Linked DNA regions of Mus musculus: region 2 is linked to region 1. The links are chromatin contacts, called in public promoter capture Hi-C maps. All regions are on one chromosome and are shown on one strand. Each heading gives the region's core, a stretch centred on a gene start, on an enhancer-like site or on the middle of the called end of the contact. The rest is flanking DNA. Distances are from core to core; before and after follow the strand shown. Region 1 holds the start of Cd200r4 (CD200 receptor 4). Region 2 holds the start of Slc35a5 (solute carrier family 35, member A5).

What was found. Promoter capture Hi-C pulls out the DNA fragments that hold promoters and counts their contacts.
Region 2: a promoter capture Hi-C map of the HPC-7 cell line shows a contact between it and region 1. The contact joins the promoter of Slc35a5 here to the promoter of Cd200r4 in region 1. A contact is called at or near these places in 5 of 39 promoter capture datasets (the HPC-7 cell line, cranial neural crest, hippocampal neurons and 2 more), 1 of 484 Hi-C or Micro-C datasets (bone marrow-derived macrophages), 4 of 115 datasets of contacts at active chromatin or transcription factors (bone marrow-derived macrophages, effector CD8 T cells, embryonic stem cells and 1 more) and 2 of 9 other capture datasets (adipose tissue and macrophages).

Annotation. Positions count from the first base shown.
Region 1 is chr16:44,818,637-44,823,505 of GRCm38.p6, reverse strand. It overlaps Cd200r4 (CD200 receptor 4), which reads right to left and starts at 2,778. Exons shown (of 6, transcript NM_207244.2): 1 at 2,547-2,778. The coding sequence starts at 2,610.
Region 2 is chr16:45,156,411-45,161,279 of GRCm38.p6, reverse strand. It overlaps Slc35a5 (solute carrier family 35, member A5), which reads left to right and starts at 2,607. Exons shown (of 7, transcript NM_028756.4): 1 at 2,607-2,898; 2 at 3,634-3,819. The coding sequence starts at 3,654. It overlaps Atg3 (autophagy related 3), which reads right to left and starts at 2,451. Exons shown (of 12, transcript NM_026402.3): 1 at 2,109-2,451. The coding sequence starts at 2,180.

The DNA.
Region 1 (4,869 bases), core at 1,529-4,028:
CATTTACACAATGGAGTACTACTCAGCTATTAAAAAGAATGAATTTACGAAATTCCTAGGCAAATGGTTGGACCTGGAGGGCATCATCCTGAGTGAGGTAACACAATCACAAAAGAACTCAAATGATGTGTACTCATTGATAAGTGGATATTAGCCCAGAAACTTAGTATACCCGAGATATAAGAGACAATTTGTAAAACACATGAAACTGAAGAAGAACGAAGACCAAAGTGTGGACACTTTGCCCCTTCATAAAATTGGAAACAATCACCCATGGAAGGAGTTACAGAGACAAAGTTTGGAGCTGAGACAAAAGGATGGACCATCTAGAGACTGCCATATCCAGGAATCCATCCCATAATTAGCCTCCAAACGATGACACCATTGCATACACTAGCAACCTTTGGCTGAAAGGACCCTGATATAGCTGTCTCTTGTGAGACTAGGCAGGGTCCTAGCAAACACAGAAGTGGATGCTCACATTCAGCTATTGGATGGATCACAGGGCCCCCAGTGGAGGAGCTAGAGAAAGTAAGCAAGGAGCTAAAGAGATCTGCAACCATGTAGGTGCAACAACATTATGAACTAACCAGTACCCCGGAGCTCTTGACTCTAGCTGCATATGTATCAAAAGATGGCCTAGTCGGCCATCACTGGAAAGAGAGGCCCATTGGACACGCAAACTTTATATGCCCCAGTACAGGGGAACGCCAGGGCCAAAAATTGGGAATGGGTGTGTAGGGGAGTGGGGGGGAGGGTATGGGGGACTTTTGGGATAGCGTTGGAAATGTAATTGAGGAAAATACATAATAAAAAATATATTTAAAAAATTTTAAAAAATAAAATAAAATAAAATCCAGAAAGTAAACAGTTGGGGAAAAAAATATTGAGACAAAAATATTACCTGCATAGACCAGGGGAGAGTGGAAGGAAGGAGAAGAGAGGAAAGAGCAAGAAAGAAACTAGAGTTTCATTAAGAGAAAAACAAAATATATCACTAGTAATTTTAAAAATTCTACAATGTTAATTGCTGTGATTAAATATATACCTAGTAATGAAGCTTCAAACTACATGAAGCAAAATTCAACTAAATTAAAGAGACATGTTGACTGTTTCATGATCATTGATGGGAATTTAAACTCGGCTTCCTCAAAAATGAATAGAGCAATCAGAACACTAAAAATCAGTATAAACAGAATATAGTAATAATGGTATTAATTATAATGACCAAACAGACATTTATAAAATCAGTTCCAATGTACATAATAGATAGGTATTTTTTTCAAGTGTCCTAGGTACATTTATCAAAGTTCATTATGTACTGGATCACAAAACAAATATCTACATTTAAGAAGGTTAGGGGGCCATTAAGATGGCTCAGCAGGAAATACAGCCAAGGCACATGTAGAAAAGTCTGAGAACCTGATTTTGAACCCTGTGGGCCACATAGAAAAAGATAACAACTCCTATAATTGCCTTCTGACCCACGCACAAATGCTGTGTCAGGGGTGCATTCACATAGACACACTCACACACACACTCACACACACACATACAAATACACATGCAGAAATACATACACACAGTAAATACATATATAGTTTCTAAAACAAAACAGAAAGTGGAGGTTAAATTACTTTCATGCAAAGGTCTTTCAGGCTTTTCTTAATTGTTGAAAATGGGTTGTTAATGATAAACTTGAACTCAGACAAACTAAATTTATACATCTTGAAGAAGAACATAGCTGGTATTTTTGTACTTGAAGAAATGTCAGTTTGCTTTTACATTGATCAGTCTGCTTAGGAACTATGGTTCTGGTGAGACAGAGCTAAGGCAGAGAGCTCTAGCACTTTAGCCGTTCTTATAAGGGTTATTTCAGATTCTGCTTCCCCCTCCTCCCACAAGCATTACTTCTAATGCTTTAAGAAAGACTCCATACTCTCTGGCCTCTGGCAGCAATGCACAAACTGGCCTACATGCAGACCATGGTATCCCCCTTTCCCTTTCAGCACAGGACTGCTCCCTCCCAGCTAAGCTCAGTGCCTCCACTTTACCATAGATCAGATGATATTCTCTCTCTCCCTCTCTCTCTCTCTCTCTCTCTCTCTCTCTCTCCCTCTCTCCCTCCCCCTCCCTCCCTCTTTCTCTCTCTCTCTCCCTCTCTCCCTCTCTCTCCCTCTCTCTCTCTCTCTCTCTCTCTCTCTCTCTCTCTCTCTCTCTCTCTCTCTCTCTCTCTCTCTAATTCAAGTCAACTGTAAAGATGAAGCAAGCCAGAAATCTAGTACAGGATTTTTCAGGCAGTCTCTAATCTTCAAATTCATGATAATAACTAATAGTCTCCTCAGTGGAATATTTGTAGAAAACTTGTTAACAATCAACTTAAAAGTAAATGGTAGAGTGTTAAATTGGTCCTACTAGCCTGAAACAAAGGTGAATGCCTATAATTCAAGGAATCAGGAGAGGCTGAGACAGGAGGATTATCATAGTCCAAAGTTAACCAAAGTTAACAATTTCATTTCCTAAAGTTCTCAGAATGTCAGACTTACCAGACACAAAAATATTGATGAAGATCAGCAAAGTCAAAGTCGGAATCCTCCCCAGAGCATGCATCTGGAGTGGAACCTAGTGAAACACAATTCGTAGCCCCCTGGGTGGACTCAGTGATTCCAGCTTGGTCAACTTTGTTTATGCTCAGTTCACCGATTTAGGAGTGACTTTCTTCCTCATTTCTCTATCTTTATCTTCATCTCCAGTCTGCCTCCAGTTGGATGACTAAGCCTTCACAGGAAAAAAAGACAGTGATGTTTGCTGAATGATAAAGAAAGAAGCCAAAGCATAACTCCTTCATTCTCTCACAGTATTAAAAGATTAAGACACAGTTTATGGCAATTCCATTTTAAGGCAGTAATTTTTAAAGGGTAAATCGTATACTGGAAAATGAGCAAACCTTATGTATACAGCTGATGAATCTGTACAAATGAACTTGGACAAGCATTTCCCAAATTTCCAAACCAGGGTCCTGCCATTTTGTTTCTCAAAGCTCTCGCCATGCCTTTCCTTGGTATTGCTTCTCAAGAAGCAAACATGGCTCTGACATCTATCAACATTTGCTCATTTTGTTGTTTAGTGAGCTGCACATAAATGAAATGCTTTACGGAGTTCATCGCTGTATGCTACTTTGGACTTACAAAAGAATATATGGTAACTTATCAGTTTCTCTGTTAATTTCAATCGCTCTATTTGTTGTCAAACATCAACAGAGACTGGTAGCTGACATCTGTTCATCACTGTTGTCACTATCATTATGATGACTATATGGGATATTTTGAGAACTGTTACATGTGCAATAGAGAATTGAATTCTGCTTTTTAGGGAGGAATTATGTTTCTGTCTGTTGGTGCTAATCGTTTTATAGTGTTCTATAAGCTTCTATTTGCCTGGTGATGGTTTATCCAGTAGTTTTAGCCATTACTAAAAAGTAAAGATTCAAAACATCCACCTAATATTACTTCCTTTTAATACTACCCACTGTCACTTCATGCATTGGAGTTCTGTTCTGTTGTTGTTGTTGTTATTGCTGTTTGTGTGTATATGTACATATAATATATATGTGTGTATATATATATATATATATATATATATATATATATATATATATTTACAAGATCACAACATATAGGTGAGATATTCACCTTTTATCAGTATGAAACATCCTTTTTTGTCTCCTCATAATTTTTATTTTTTGCCTAAACATTACTCTGTCTGATAGAGGCCATAGTTAATTAGTTCTTTGGGGAAGGTTACTATTTACATAAATATATATTTCCATTCTTTCATTTGCAACCAAGTTGTATTTTGATCTAAAGTTACTCATTTATACACAAAACATAATTGGAACACATTTAGTGCCCCCCCCCATTCTATTGACCTCTGACTTTAGCTACAAAGTTTAATCAACAGCATGATTTAAGACAGGAAAAACGAATTGTTGCTGCTTTTTCATGTGTTCCTTCTGTCTTATATATCAGTTGCATACATCTCAACTTCTTTTAATTACTTTCTATTTCATTTTTTCTAATGTTATTTTCTCTCTCATTTCTCTTTTGGGGTTTTGGGTATGCTGAAGATTGTAAATTAAATTAAATTAATAGGGCTAGAGAGATGGCTCTGCTGTTAAGAACACTAGCTACTATTGTAGAGGGCTCAGTTTCAGTTTACAGAACCCACACAGCAGATCACAATCACCTGTAACTCCAGTCACAGGGAATCTGACACTCTCTTGGCCTCTGTGGGCACCAGTAAGTATATGATATATACATAATGTATATGCAGGCAACATACATATGTATGTTTTAATTAGAAGATACATCTTAATAGTATGTATTTATAACAGCTAGTTTTTTCAATAGTCACAAAAGCCTCAGCTCCAGCATAAGTTTATCTTTTCTGTTCATGTTCTTATTGTCACTAATAACTTCTTACATATGCACCGAATTAACATAGACTTGCTGATGTTTCTTTGCATAATTATCTTTTATTGGTACTTGAATATGCATTCTGTCTTCACCAGTATTGCTGTTTTTTCATTTATGTATGAGTAACGGTCAGTGGGGAGTGTTTATCTGGAAATGTCTTGATTTCTTCTTCATTTGTAAGAGTATGTTTTCTAGGTGTGGAACTGCTGGTTTATGGTTTGTTCCTTGCAGCTCTCATCATCTTGCTGCCTTTCTGCCTTCATGGCTCATGTTTATTATATAAAAGAACATTGTATGTAATGGGCTTCCCTCTGCAATACCTTCTAAGAGTCCCTCTGTCTTTGGGCAGTTTGGTTATCATGTAACATGGTGTTGATTTATTTGTGCTTATAAT
Region 2 (4,869 bases), core at 1,358-3,857, 340 kb before region 1:
GGAAGAAATTGGAGGTGGGGAGGTAGAGATGGATATAACCAAAATACAATGTACACATCTATGAAATTCTCAAGAAATAAGAACAAAATATATTATAAATAAATAAAGGATAGAAAAAAGACTAAAACCATAAGGCTGTTTGGAGTAAAAGGATTGCTGGCTAAGGGAGAAAGAAAAATTATAGAAGCAAAGTCTGCTTGATTGTGTACTAAGGAGGGAGGCTACGCCACAGTACTCACAAGTTAGAGGAGACTGGGACTTGTAGTGACCAGAGACCCTTCAAGATCACTCTAAGGATTTCGGCTTTACTACACAGCTGCCATCTAAACAAAGCCATCTCTAAACCTTCACTTCCTAACAAAGCATCATTTCTTTCTGGATTATCTCTCTTTTTCTCTTTCCCTTCCCTCATCTATAAGGATTCTCTTTACAGGAGTGACAGGAGTCACAAGGAGGGGCCATTAATTCTCTTTTATACTAAAAACATATGCTACACATTGCCTCCAGGCAGGTCGGCAAAACACTTTAACCTCAGAACTTGGGAGGCAGAGGAAGGTGGATCTCTAAGAATTCAAGGTTAGTCTGAGCTACACAGTGCGGTCCAAACCAACTAAGTCTACACAGTGTGTGTGTGTGTGTGTGTGTGTGTGTGTGTGTGTGTGTGTGTGTGTGTGTGTGTGTGTGTATGTATTTTTGATTCCTCGAGAACTATTCTACAAGTTCAACAAAATGCAAGTGCTATACAAGATAGCCATGTTATATTTAATTGAGAAGTGTTTTGCTCATCTCTCCCTCAGACTAAAAGTTAAATTGATGGTACATTATTAAAACACTGTGAATCTACACAGATACAATATTCTGGAAGTATAACATACAAAAGAAGCATTTGATGTCAATGTAGAAATTATTTTCCAATTCTTAAGTAAAAGAGTAAATCTTAACTAAAATGACTGTCACTGTATACATATAAAAGAAACATTCGCAATTGTTCCAGATTCTTCAAACTTGATCCAAAAATGTATTTTTTTCAAAAGTATTTTATTTTATTTTACTTTATTTTTTGGTATTTTTCGAGACAGGGTTTCTCTGTGTAGCACTGGCTGTCCTGGAACTCACTCTGTAGACCAGGCTGGCCTTGAACTCAGAAATCCGCCTGCCTCTACCTCTCAAGTGCTGGGATTAAAGGTGTGCAACCCCAACGCCTGGCCCAAAAGTATTTTGGTAATAATTATTGGAAAGCATTCCCCCCTTGCCAAGGAAAGATCGAACAGCCTACTCTGCCCATCAGCAGATTTCACCCCTGCACTAAGATTGGTAAAATTCTAACTGAAAGCTAAGTACAGAACAAAAACTACGCAAAATTATCTGTTTCTCTTTTACTGCTTGCTTTTTACAAAGCAAAATCAAGTTACCGTATGTAGCCTAGAAGGTGTAAGAAAGCTCTGAATGAAGCCCTGAAATTTTACTTTTGAAAGCAAGTAATCCAATCTGTGCTAACAGCTAACCTATCACAACTTTCACCTAAAAATGTCAATAGTGTTTCCAATCTATACAATATACAATCGGCTGTGCTGAACTGTTGCTGTAGGATCACTCAAGTCCAAGATTAATAATCACTTACGGCTACCTTAAAGGCTTGAGAAACGTCAAGTTTCGCTCTAGTTCGGCTCAGAGTTACTAACATGTCACAGTTTACTATGTTCCTCTGAAACCTAAGCAAGTTGGGAATTAGATCACCCGAAAAGCAAAACTTCCTATGAAACTTGGAAGGAAACGTGGCATGCTGTTTAGCCACCAAGCTGTCATCTTTTCAAAGGTTAACCCAGTCTACCTATTTAAAAGACTATGGATGTCAGAACGTTCGTACCTCTGCTCCGCACCACCTAGCCGTGCACTCCAAGGCGGCACTGATCAGTGGAGACAGCAGGCACCCAGTTTCACTCTAGTGGAAGCGGGGAAGCCAGCAAGCCTTGGGACTGGCCCAGGAGCCCAAGGCAAGAGGCAGCACCCGGCCGCGCGACTCGCCCCTCCACCTTCTACACCCCGTCCACGCTGGGGACCGGGACTTGGGCAACCAGGGCAGAGCAAGCCAGACCCTCCCCGCTTACCTTGAGGACCGGGGTCAGGTACTCGGCCACTTCCAGAGCCTTTCCCTTCACCGTGTTGATCACATTCTGCATCCTGGGGCTGGAGCAGCGATAGGGCACGGAGGGACTGTCGCAATCCGGGCCACAGGGGAGTCAAAAACTGCCCCGGACGTGCCCGACTGGCATCGAACCTCGCAGCGGCACCGGCCCGGCCGGGGGGGAGGGGCGGCGACACGCGGAGGCCCGGCCCAGCTGTCACCTGGCCGCCACCGCAGAGGGCCCAAGCCGGCTGAGCGAGAGGCGGGTGCGCGCGCAGCCCCCGGCCTTCTCCAAGCTGTCTCTCTTCCCCGGAGCTCCACTGAACACCCCTTCCGGCTTCCCCTTCCTCTTCTCACACTCTCCCAACAGCCCCGCCGCCACCTAAGGCCTCACGTGACTCGACTCTCCCAGGACACGTGACAAAAGGAGGCCCGCGGGGGCGGGACCGGCCGGCCTCTGCTCCCTCCGGCCCGCCCCCCGGAAGCGCTGGAATGAGCGCGCCTGCGCAATGGCCGCTCAGGCTGCTCTTCCCTAGCGGGCGGCTCTTAGCTTTGTATTCCAGCCCTGGAAGGCAGCGTGAGAAGGGTTGATTTTTATTGTTTTTTGTTTGTTTTTGTTTTTGTTTTTTGTTTTTTGTCGCCTTTGCTCCCGGCTCATAGTTTCCCCACCAATGGGCCTTCAAAACCTACTGCTGCTACTACGAACTTAGGCAGTCACTATGTCGGCTCTATGATGTCCGTTCTTGCACTAGAACCTTCCCTGAGCGACTGAGGTAACCGCGCCCTCGCGGGCTGAGTGTTGTGGCTCGAGCGTGTTAAGGGGCTTGGGAGCCGCCCGCGATTCCTATTGCGCATGTGTGGGAGGGTTTCCCTGACAGTGAGGGAAACCTGGTGGAGGTGGGAGGAGTGCTGACCCATTGGCCTTCTGTCCATTGGCTTGTGCCCACCTGCTCTCTGATTTGGGCCTGTGTCTGCGGCCCTTGACGGCTCTATGTTCCCATCCTACCTGTGCGCGTTGGGCAAGTATTTACCCTGCCTGGAGTTTCGTGACCATCTGTCGTGAAAGACCGACCAGTTAGGCTCACTGACCCAAGATGAGCCTTCTGGTCCCATCCTGGTTCACTTAAGAGTCATTAGCTGTGATTCAACTATTTGCACTGAGGTCGCTTCTGTAAAAGAATCGTTCCCAGTGAGCTCTTTTTCTGCTCTGAAAGGAAAGGCCATTCCAAAATTCATTCCTTGTGGACCAAAGTTAATACGAATAAACTGCTTTTCTGCAGTCCCAAACTGTCAGTTACACATTTCCTAACTTATTTCCAATCTGGCCATCCCCTCTCTGTCTTGAGACTTGCCTCTCCTATCAGATGTTGGCAGTATGGTTTGTTTCCTTTAAGTCCTCTCTGTTGTCCTCGGCTGTCTTCCGTCTGCTGTAGTTGTGGCCAGACTTCTACAGGTTTCCTTTTCTATTCTTCACAGTCTTCAGTCTTTGCATTGTGTTTAATCCTTAGGTCTGCCGACGGGGCTGCTCATGAAAGTGATCTTCTTAAGGCAATTAAAAACCCGTGGAATGGAAAGAAAATGCTCCAGGCGCCCTGGGTTAGGCCCACCAACGCTGTACACATTCCTGCTAGGCATTATATTCATTACTCTAAGTTCAAGTCGAATCTTACTGGTAAAATACTCTGCCAATGAAGGTGAGTTAAAATGGAAATGTGTATGGGGTGCTTTTAATCATTTGCCTGGTGTTCTTATGAATAAATTATACGTGATGCCTTTTAAAGTACTATGCTTTGTGTCCATGATAAAGTGTATTGAAAATTTAAACTTTAACCTTGTGTGTTCCTTGGCAACATTTTTTTAACCCTGGATGAAATTTGGATCATTTAAGTGCAAGGTAAAGCACAGTGTATCTAACATCTGATTATACCCAGATGCCCAACAAGTGTTTCTGGATTTCTAGTAAAACATACAACTATAGCTTATTTGGAAATACAATATATTTGTTTAGTTATCTAGTTGGGCTCCTACTTGTGAATGTAAGTCTCGACTTCAGTTAATATCATGCCCTAGGCTCTGTTTTAATAGCATATTAGTTTCTTTCCTCATTGCTCTGACAAAATACTTGCCCAAAGCAGGTTAAGGAAAGGGTTTCTTTGTGCTCACTATCTGAGCGTAGGGTTCACCAAGCAAAGAGGTCATGGTAGCGGAAGCTCTCGTAGCAGTTATTCACATGGCACCCACAGGCATCAAGCAAGAAGAGAGAGTATGCTTGGGGCAGAAGAGATACCCCAGAAGCAAAGAACACTGGCTGGTTTTCTCGAGTCTGTAGGTTCAGTTCCCAGCATCCACATGGCAACTCAAAACTGACGATAGCTATAATCCCAGAAAGTTGAAATGTACTCCCCAGATCTGCTAAATACACTTCATCCACTGTAGTCTTCTGCCACCTAACTAGAATTCTACCATCCATTGACATATTACAGGAAAAATATTTTCAATTTTTTTTAAAAAGTCACACCCAGCTCATTTTCACTTTCTTATTTAGTCTAAGATATTAGCCCAGGAAATGCTGTTCCCCAAAGGTAAGGTGGTTCTTCCTACCTCAAGCTAATTTACATAGTCCCTTACAGGCATGCTCAGAGGCTAATCTAATTGAGATAATTCCTCACTAGACCAGAGGCCTAGTCACAGTCATAGAGTTCATAGTGCATACAGACGATATCCTTAAGAGCTTGGTTTATTAG